2 separate regions of the Gadus morhua genome follow, and region 1 is linked to region 2. Evidence: chromatin contacts called from public Hi-C data. All regions are on one chromosome and are shown on one strand. Each heading gives the region's core, a stretch centred on a gene start, on an enhancer-like site or on the middle of the called end of the contact. The rest is flanking DNA. Distances are from core to core; before and after follow the strand shown. Region 1 holds the start of smx5. Region 2 holds the start of tprg1 (tumor protein p63 regulated 1).

Region 1 (4,896 bases), core at 1,892-4,391, 170 kb after region 2:
CAGCTTATTAAACATTGCCATGTTTTAGGGTGCAGATTTCCCTTCAGGGACTCAGCGCTTTCACTACCGTGAAGAGGTCAAAGCCGAGCGAATCACAGTCTAATCGTTGCGCTTTCAGAGAACTGTGGAAGAGCCGATCAGCCGCCTACAGTTCCTCAGAGTCGCCACAAGGGGGCCTGAAAGATGGTTGCTAGGAATACATGAAGTGGTAGGAATGCATGTAATCCCTGTGAAATATACGTCAAATACAAGTCAAAGGAGGCTAAAAATGTTTGATTTCGGCAGGTGTCGAAGGGGTTAATCTTTGTTCTGGTTCAAGTTACTTTCTAGTCTAAAATGTACAATGTTTTCAGGTTTGACGCAATTACGTTTTATTGTAGAGGATTTCTACGCACGGAGTTGTTTGACGTTGTGTCCGCTCCCATTAGTGTTGTCACACATGGTGAAACAACCATTAACCGAGAGCTGTTAAAAATATCTCATCGGCTGCGTCAGGGTCACCTCTCGTGACACATTGCCATGGCAACAGTCACTAAATAAGAATGTAGACAGATTGCATTCATGGCAAAACATTTTAATCAAGTCCTCGACGGTTACATAGAAAAACAGCCATCAAACGTCAAACAGAAATACTTACAAAGAGTCTTCTATGGTAAAAAAAGAAATAATTCTTGATGCATCTTATCTACGACCTTGTTGAGTCAGGATGCTCTCAGACCATTTCCCTCAGAGACTAATTCTATTACCATGGACAAATAGAACCAGCGGTCAGCGTTTAAACCAAATCTGTATTTTCTTTCTAAATAGCAAATGTAAACCAAATATTTCAAAAGTAACAACCGGCCAGTCATTGGCTGCACAAACTAAATGTTGTCGTTCCTGAAAAGGGACAAGAAAACGTGGAATCAACCATCTTATACCCAACACGTCCTCCACACCCTTGCCAAGCTCTGTACGAATAAAAAAGGAAATGAAACACAAGCGGTGGTCCGAGAACACCCTCCCCATACTGGTAGACACCCCTCTCCCCCTCCAGAGTGGAGCGGTCCGACCCCTCTCCCCCTCCAGAGTGGAGCGGTCCGACCCCTCTCCCCCTCCAGAGTGGAGCGGTCCGACCCCTCTCCTCCTTCAGAGTGGAGCGGTCCGACCCCTCTCCCCCTCCAGAGTGGAGCGGTCCGACCCCTCTCCCCCTCCAGAGTGGAGCGGTCCGACCCCTCTCCCCCCTCCAGAGTGGAGCGGTCCAACCTCCGCCTGCGACCACGACAACCCAACGCTCCCCCCCCCTCCTCCTCCTCGTCGCCGTGGCGACGGCCGGGAGCCATCACTGTTTCTGCTGCATGGCCTCCTTGCGGGCCGCGTCCTGCAGCAGCTGCGTGTCTACCTCGTCGGCGGGCAGCTGGACGTAGCGCACCACCGAGCCACGGATGAAGCAGTTCTTCACCGACAGCTGGGGGTGGGGGGGGAGCCAAAAGGAACGCGTCACGCAAGGTCACGGGGTCAACTACGTACCAACGTTGACTTCACACAGTTTACAACAGCGAGGATAATACGTCATGCATTTTGTTGTTCTTTTTAGCTTGTGTACGTGGTTTTATCGAATGTGTACGTCGTTTACGTTTTTCGTTATGCGCACGTTTACCTTTTACATAAGGTGTACGATTACTGAAGTATGGTTACTATTTACATGAGGGGTACGGTTACTTTTTGCATAAAGTACATTTACTTTTTACATAAGGTGTACAATTACTTTTTACATAAGGTGTACGATTACTCATTACATAAAGTGTACAATTAATTTTTACATAAAGTGTACAATGTTTACGTTTTATTTGATGCGTACGATTTGCTTAATGCGTACGTTCAAGTTGAAGCAATTGTGTACGTTACGTTAATGATCGCATTCTATAGTCATTCTTCTACTCTTGAGGGCGTTAGGGCGAGTGTGGAGCAGAGGAGATGGTCTCACCATGTGGGGGTACTTCTCTGGGTCCGTGACGCTGATGTCTGTCAGCTTGATGTTCAGGTACTGCACAAAGGGAAAGGAAACAGGACGACAACATTAGTCAAGGATCATATTAACGAAGCGATAATCAATGAAAAAAACAATGTTCACTAATCTCCAAACCCACCTGGTCGACGGAGTGGAGGGTCCCACAGATGCTGAGAACACAAGTTGTGGAGAGAAAGTTTGAGAAACAGAACTAGAGCTGCATCCCAACGCCTAAACAGCCCGCGAGGTTAGCAGGCATGCACATTGTGTTCGCTGCTGATGTTTAGATCAGATTTTACGGTAATGGCGGATTGTGTGACGGTTGTTAACGAGGCTTCACGTGGAGCGTCGTTGTTTTAGGAGCAAACTTATTTTGTCCAGATAGCACAAAGTTACTCTTTAGTTGGAAAAATTAGTATTTTGGAAAACAGATGGAACAATAGTTTCACGACCGTCTTAAATAGACCAACAGGAGGATACACTATTAAGACATCATTAGATGGGACACATGATTAAGACACTTTTGACAGGCCGGCGGCAGCGTCACCGACCTGAGGTCATTCTTCAGCTCCACCACCACATCCTTCCCCACCAACGACTTGAAGAACGAGTAGAAAAGCTGGGGAAACAAATAAGTTTCTTTATTTAGAAAATCATGGTTTATGAATCAACGTTAGGCTTCAATATGATGGACCGGGAGAGCAACAACGCGGGGGAACCCAACAGCCACCATGAGTAGCGAAACCACGTCGCAGGTGGACGCTCTCCACTATGAAACACATGAGGGCTTCACTGCAACAATAGCCTGGGTCCGAAACAATGAATGAATTAGATAAAAGTTAAAACATGCTCACCATTGTCCCGGCGCCTTTTCAATCGTTTGGTTGACTGGCGTCTCGGCCTGATGACGTTCAATAAGACGTCATATTTCAGCGGCGGAACATAAGGTGCGTTGGAAAAAGACCTCCACCAGATGGCGCCACACCACCGCTTGGGGTCCGTTCTAATGTTTCCATGTAACTTCCAGAAGTTCTGATATCTCACGGAAACTTTAAAGATTTTATGAAACTAGAAGTTAGGAGACGAGGACTTTACCTAAAGCACCCTAACACAGCATTACTATTTAGTAATCAAAGTATTTTAATCCCTATCTTTTTATGGAGAAAGAGGTAAATGTCTTAGATGATCTAGGCATGATTTGAATCATTTGACACAGATAGAATGAACAGAAAATAACTAAAGAAAGTAAGAGATTTTGAAACTAGAGAACAAAACAAGACTCCCCCCCTCTCTGCTCCCTTCCTTGTTCTATTTCTCCACCATTAAGAAGTGTTACATTTCATGCACCTGTGATTGACAAGCAAGATGGATTCCCGGAACCAATCACATGCCCTGATTGGTCAGCAGCTAGCCTGGAGCGGTGTTGAGTCAACTGAAATGAGCAGCGAGTTTCACCGAAAATAATAGATAATAAAAATAAAATTACACTTAGATAATATGTTTTAAATCTTCTCTAAATCATCTTTAAAAGTTTAGAAAAATCGAATCAAAAAAAGTTTATTGAAGTTTACACATTTTTATTAAGAGGTAGAATCACTATGTACAATATATTTTGCCTCATTTTTGGGAGGAAAGTTAATTATTTTCTCTAAACTTCAGTTTAGAGAAATATTTGTCTTAATTTCATCAAACAAATACGTATTATCAAAGGAAAAAAAAAAACATTCGTATTGTGCTGTGTTCTCAGAAAGATCTATTATTAAACAATTAAACATTCCAGCCCAGAACCTGTCCCAACAGTAACAAACTGTGATCAATCATAAATGAAATATTTCTTCGAATTAAAGCAAATAAAACATTTTCACATGAATACACTGTACAAAGAAGTTCTTTCAAGATAGAGGCCGATGTTGTCACAGGTCCACGTCAGGGAGACTGCCCTGATGCACACAAGCCTCACTCACGTGCACTAAAGGGAGAAAAGGATATTACAGTTATTATCGTTATCATCACCATCATCATCATAGTTGAATACAAACTAGCCGTAGCATTAGCAGTGTACTAGCAGTGCCTAGCACTGTCCTAGCAGGGATAGGTCTATAATACGATACTAGCAGTAGCATTAGCAGTGTACTAGCAGTACCATTAGCAGTGTACTAGCAGTGCTCACTGTTTGTCCCAGCGGAGCTAGGTGGGTCTATGATACAGCATAGTGCGGTACTGCTAGCAGTAGCATTAACAATGTTATTAGCAGTAGCATTAACAATGTTACTAGCAGTAGCATTAGCAATGTTATTAGCAGTAGCATTAGCAGTAGTACTAGCATTAGCAGTAGCCTTAGCAGTAGCAGTAGCACTAGCAGTATCATTGGCAGTAGTACTAGCAATAGCATTTACAGTAGCGTTAGCAGTAGCGTTAGCAGTTGCGTTAGCAGTAATACTAGCAGTAGCATTAGCAGTATCATTAGCAGTAGCATTAGTAGTAGCATTATCAGTAGAACTAGCAGTAGCATTAGCAGTAGCGTTAGCAGTAGTACTAGCAGTAGCATTAGCAGTAGCATTTGCAGTAGAACTAGCAGTAGCATTAGCAGTAGAATTAGCAGTAGCATTAGCAGTAGAACTAGCAGTAGCATTAGCATTAGCAGTAGAACTAGCAGTAGCAGTAACATTAGGATTAGCAGTAGCTTTAGCAGTAGCACTAGCGGTAACACTAGCCTTACCTACTGCTTGTTGGCAGGCAGGGACTGGCTGGGTCTGGCGGGGGCCCTGGTGTGCTGGTCGCGGGGCTCCCGGGGCTTGTGGAGGGGCTGGGGCTCCAGGAGGGCGGCCCTCTTGATGGGCAGCGGGGGGCGGGGCGCGGCCAGCACCACGCCCCCTTCGGACCGCTGCGGCACCACGGGCCTCTTG
Region 2 (4,822 bases), core at 1,856-4,355:
ATACCTATGTGTTTGAAGGTTTCCTGTGTTTGAATGTTTACTGTGTTCTGGGTGGAGAGGGTTTGCTGCCAGGTGCACTATAAGAAGGAGTGACTGAACATTAGAGCTTAGCTATGCAAACATAGAGCTCCTGTACCTACACCCACACCCACACCCACACACACACCCCCCCACACACACACAAATGGTGACACGCAAACTCGTGGTTTCCAGTGGCACAGATGGACAGATTCCTTGCGATAAACATTACAGAGTTTAAGTGCCATGAGAGTGCCATGGATAATCATTAACATGGATTAAGAGTTTCGTGAGCCATTCAACTAAATGTTAGTCATTAGCATGATGTGCATGCAAGAATGTAAACAAAAGGATGAAAAGGTGTTACGACTAAGAATCCGAAGTGAATAAACTTGATCACAATATTTTGAATACATAATTCAATTCAAGTGTTGCATTAAAATAAAACGTACGCAAATTAAACCAAACCCCTTTCAAGGCGTTAAATTTGACATTGTGGAACTTACAACTTTATAAGAGTATGAATACTTCAAGGGGGGACGCTGTAACATTATTCATAACATTACAACAACTATAACATTATTCATAGTATTAATATTATTGTACAACACTGATATGTTAGAATATTATTTGAATACATAATAGTTAGCTGTGCTTGGGGAACTCACGTGAGGAGGGAGTGTTTGGGGAAGCTGAAGTCTCCGTGGGAGATCCGGTCTATGCAGTTCAGAGGGATACGGTGGATCCTCTCACAGTTCAGCATCACAAAGTCGTACTTGCAGACCAGAAGGGTTCTGTCTGTCAGGACCACCACACGCTCCCGTTCGTTGTTCCAGTGGTCTACCCTGAGCAAAGAACACACACACACACACACACACAACCAAGAACAGAAGATCAGAAGACCAGAAGACCTGAGCGTCACAGGAGCAGAACCTCAGAGAACAATTACATCCTGAGACCGGAAGACCAGAACATCAGAAGACCAGAACGTCACAGGAGCAAACCAGCTCTACTATTTTTGCATATAAATAGGTTACAAGTTATACAAGATATTTGAAGTAATAATTGACAGTCATGCAGGGAGCATAGAGTAACTCTTGAAATGGGGAACAAAGTTTGAATGGGATGGCTGTTTGTTGGCCGGTATAAAGAGTGAAGTGCACTACTCGACACTCAGTAGCAGCACCATAAACAACAAAAGAATGAAACCTAGTTTTAACTTTTAGGTAAAATATCAATCAAGTTTGCCTTCCTCAGACCGTCTTGTGTTTTTAACCCAGACTTGATTCCAAAACTTCTGAATAAACACAGCCCTATTTCCCTCGCTGTCCAACTGCTTGGCCCACGACAACGGTAGGGTACCGATTCCCAGTTTGTTGACATGCAACAGGTTAGTCTGACGAACAGACAGCTGCCGGGTCAAACCAATGATACTCCCCGGGCCTCGACACCGTGTGTGCGTGACCTCTCCAGCTGGGACTCAGAGCCCACTAGCATCGCCACAGGTCTCTCCCTCAGGGATGTCTGGTGACCATAATGACGTGAAGATGAAGACTCCCATACATGTGAACCTCCTACACCGGTCCTCATGAATTAAGTGGAGAACGTTGCAGTACAGACATCCTGGTCCCGTTGCCCTGCTTTTACATCCCCGGACGAGAGGGACCGGTAACCCATGGCAACCGCAGCCTCCGCGCGCTGGACTGGTTGAACTCCCGACCTACGGGGTTTCTTAATCGACCCCGGACAAGTAGAAGCCAGGCTTTCGTTTGGTGAACTGGTGGGAGGACGCGGTCTGACACTCACTCTGCCATGAGCCACAGGCCCTGGACGGCGCCATCTTGGTCTTTGTCCACCAGGGCCGTGATGTCCTCGATGGCCTGGGTCAGGGTGCCGGGCTGCGGCGCAGCGAACCGGAAACAGAACCGATTAGAGGGCTTTTCACAATAAAACCTCTTCCAGCGGACACTCAAATACACACCTCTGCAGTTCATTGAAAAAATGGGATTCTTGCCCCTCTGATTTTGACTCGTCAAACAATAATACAGAGTTAAATTTGATAAAAGTAAGATCAAATAAAAGTGAATGATGTGTTTTTAAGGCCTTAGTTATATTAACTATTCATTTCATATCGACACTTTATTTTTCATAACAACACATTGATGTTCTCACCCTCAACACAAAGAACCTCTTCATCTTGAACTGGTCCAGGGCGGACACCCAACGGTTCCCAGCAGCCTGGGCCTGGAGCGGCGGGCCAGATACGGGGGTGCTGTTGGGAGGAGCTTCCTCGTCCTCCGGGCTCCCCATGGAGGGCGAGCCGGGCTGGTAACCTTCATCAACCGAAGGGGATTCAGGCGAGATCGGCTCTCCCAGGTGAAGGCTGGAGACTCCTTCCTCCTTATTGGATCCCAGATCCACGGTGGAGACTCCTTCCTCCTTGACTTCTCCCAGTTGAAGGCTGGAGACCCCTTCCTTCTCATTGGATCCCAGTTCTAAGGTGGAGACCAATTCCTCCTTGTCGTCTCCCAGGTCCACGTTGGAGACCCCCTCATCCTCGACGTTCATCATGGCTCTCGTTAGGCTGCGCAACAGGTTTGGTTGGGGAGAGGAATTCGCGGGTTTAACATACTTTTCACCTCAGTCTCTTATGCTGCTTTGCTAACATTTAGAAAATAAAATGTAAAGTGGGTTTATCAAAATCCTAAAAACACCCTTCCCACGGTTATTGCACTAAATGTTACATTCTGAACAAAAAGTAAAATCACTGTTGAAGAAACGCGGAAGGGTAGACGTTAAAATACCCTCAATCATTGGAACAGCTAACCCAGCTATGACCCGAATGAAGCCCGTTTATTGTCATGTTGTCTCTGAGGCTTACCTTTCTAAGCAGTATTATTGATCTTCCGCAGACTAAACGCACTACCGAGACGCAGAGAACAGGTGCTCTCTTCCGGGTTCCTGACAGCGGTTGACGGGGCGGGGACGGCCTGTTGCTCACTTTCGTTTCTCCAAGGCTCTGTTTTCTCCTGTTTTCATCACTTTCTGCACACAGCTCACGTGATTCCGGATGACCAGACTGTATCAGGATGTTGAACGCAATCGATTGGCCGACTGCCTCCGCCCAGTGACAGTGCATGTGTTTCTGGGTCAATGTCTAACATTACATTACACTTGGATTTATTTGCTATAGTAGGCCAACATTTATTTCCTCAGATATTTCTTGAGCCACTTTATAGTGAAGCCCTACTATTTTTTTAGTGAAGCCCCAAGATCTATATTTGCAGGTTTTATATTGTTTTTACTTGAATGTATAGTTTGTCTGACTAGCTGGCTGTGTCTAGATCTGTAAACGGTTATCTTTCTGTTAACAGAAGCTATTCCCCCCCCTGGAAGAGTAGGCTACCCCAAAAGTACCTACTGATATGGTCCTTTCTGGTCAGGTAGGGAATAGTATTGAATTCAGTCTTCGATTTTACTTAATTTCATTCAATGTTAATGTTCGAATAAAAAACCCTAACCATTTTATTGTAAAAACACTTGCGTTTTATTATATTCACTTTTTGTTCTGAGATTTGCTGCTATTAGCCTACACCTCAAATTTGATCTGATATCAAATGCCAACATCGAATAAAATGAAATACTACCTTGAATGTCACAATGGTCTTACGTTTAAAATATTAGGCGTATGGTCGGTCTCATCAATAAAACAAGGTACGGTTATCGGTTGTATTTTAAGCATTTCTCCAGCGCTATAAACCACACTTTGTTCTACAAGCTTAAATTCCCAGTTAAATAAACAATGGTGAAAACACATGCACACACATACACAAACAGACACACACAAACGTTCGTCAAAGGCGGTATTTTCCGGGATTATTTTTAAGATTAGGTTCCTCCTAAAATTCCAAATCAGTCCATCAGCGCTGGAACAAAGTGAAACGTCGACGCAGATTCCCCGTCTAACTCTGGAAAATGAAGACGGAAATATCGCCTTTGCACGTCTCCCACCGTTACTCTAATTCCTCCTGACAGCGTGTAGTGTTCTCGACGCCTTAACACACACGTCTGTCAAGCAGCCATTCTTGGGCCTTACTAGAAGTTTAAAAGCCATTCATTTGTAATCTGGGCCCATCCGAATAAGGTTGACAGCTTTCGAAAGATTTTCCTTCAGTGCTTATGCTAGGCTATAAGCTACTCCCACGTAGCCTACTGACGCGCTGCTTTTAGCTAAATGCACAGGATTCAATAATGGGATTTCCATGACTCCGCTAAGCCATATTTAGATGTCACACAATGAAACCTTTAAGAATGATTGTATTCGCCTTTTACTGTACAAGTGTATTGCTGAATTTGTCTTGCGTGATTAGAAACCTAAAACCAAAATCAACCAATCTCACTTTTCTGATCCGAGTTTCTTTGCCGCCATTGTGATATTTTGAACATCATCCAAAGTTTAATTCACCATTAAACGTGTTGCGCAAACACAACTTAAAAAATCTCCTGTGGCCTCATACATAGGCCTACAAGTATTAATTAAAGTATAATTAACTCAAGTATCATCTCCTTCTCTGTATCTAGGCCGAGTAATCATCTGCTCATAACCACTAATGAGTTAACCGGCACTGATTAGAGTAACGCTGAGAAGTTTCTGAAGTGGGGGATTTAATCGTTCAATAACACAAGAACTACTCATGTGTGATGTGTGAAGTCCACTCATGGCTGAGGCCACGCACCTCTGATCGCTAAGACCCTGATACAGATGTTTGATTCGACCTCCGATTTATGTTCGGGTGGAAAAATG

Evidence for each region. A called contact is a pair of places that touch in the nucleus more often than the background predicts.
Region 1: a Hi-C map of gill shows a contact between it and region 2, with 7 times the contacts expected there. The contact joins the promoter of smx5 here to the promoter of tprg1 in region 2. A contact is called at or near these places in 6 of 6 Hi-C or Micro-C datasets (blood, gill, gonad and 2 more).

What each region holds. Positions count from the first base shown.
Region 1 is chr12:12,161,595-12,166,490 of gadMor3.0, forward strand. It overlaps smx5, which reads right to left and starts at 3,142. Exons shown (of 5, transcript XM_030372244.1): 1 at 2,845-3,142; 2 at 2,542-2,609; 3 at 2,130-2,160; 4 at 1,967-2,026; 5 at 554-1,447. The coding sequence starts at 2,847. The coding sequence ends at 1,322. inpp5d (inositol polyphosphate-5-phosphatase D) reads right to left here. Exons shown (of 27, transcript XM_030372190.1): 26 at 4,714-4,896; 27 at 3,532-3,959. The coding sequence ends at 3,947.
Region 2 is chr12:11,988,665-11,993,486 of gadMor3.0, forward strand. It overlaps tprg1 (tumor protein p63 regulated 1), which reads right to left and starts at 3,106. Exons shown (of 6, transcript XM_030372235.1): 1 at 2,900-3,106; 2 at 2,191-2,602; 3 at 1,825-1,916; 4 at 687-863. The coding sequence starts at 2,589.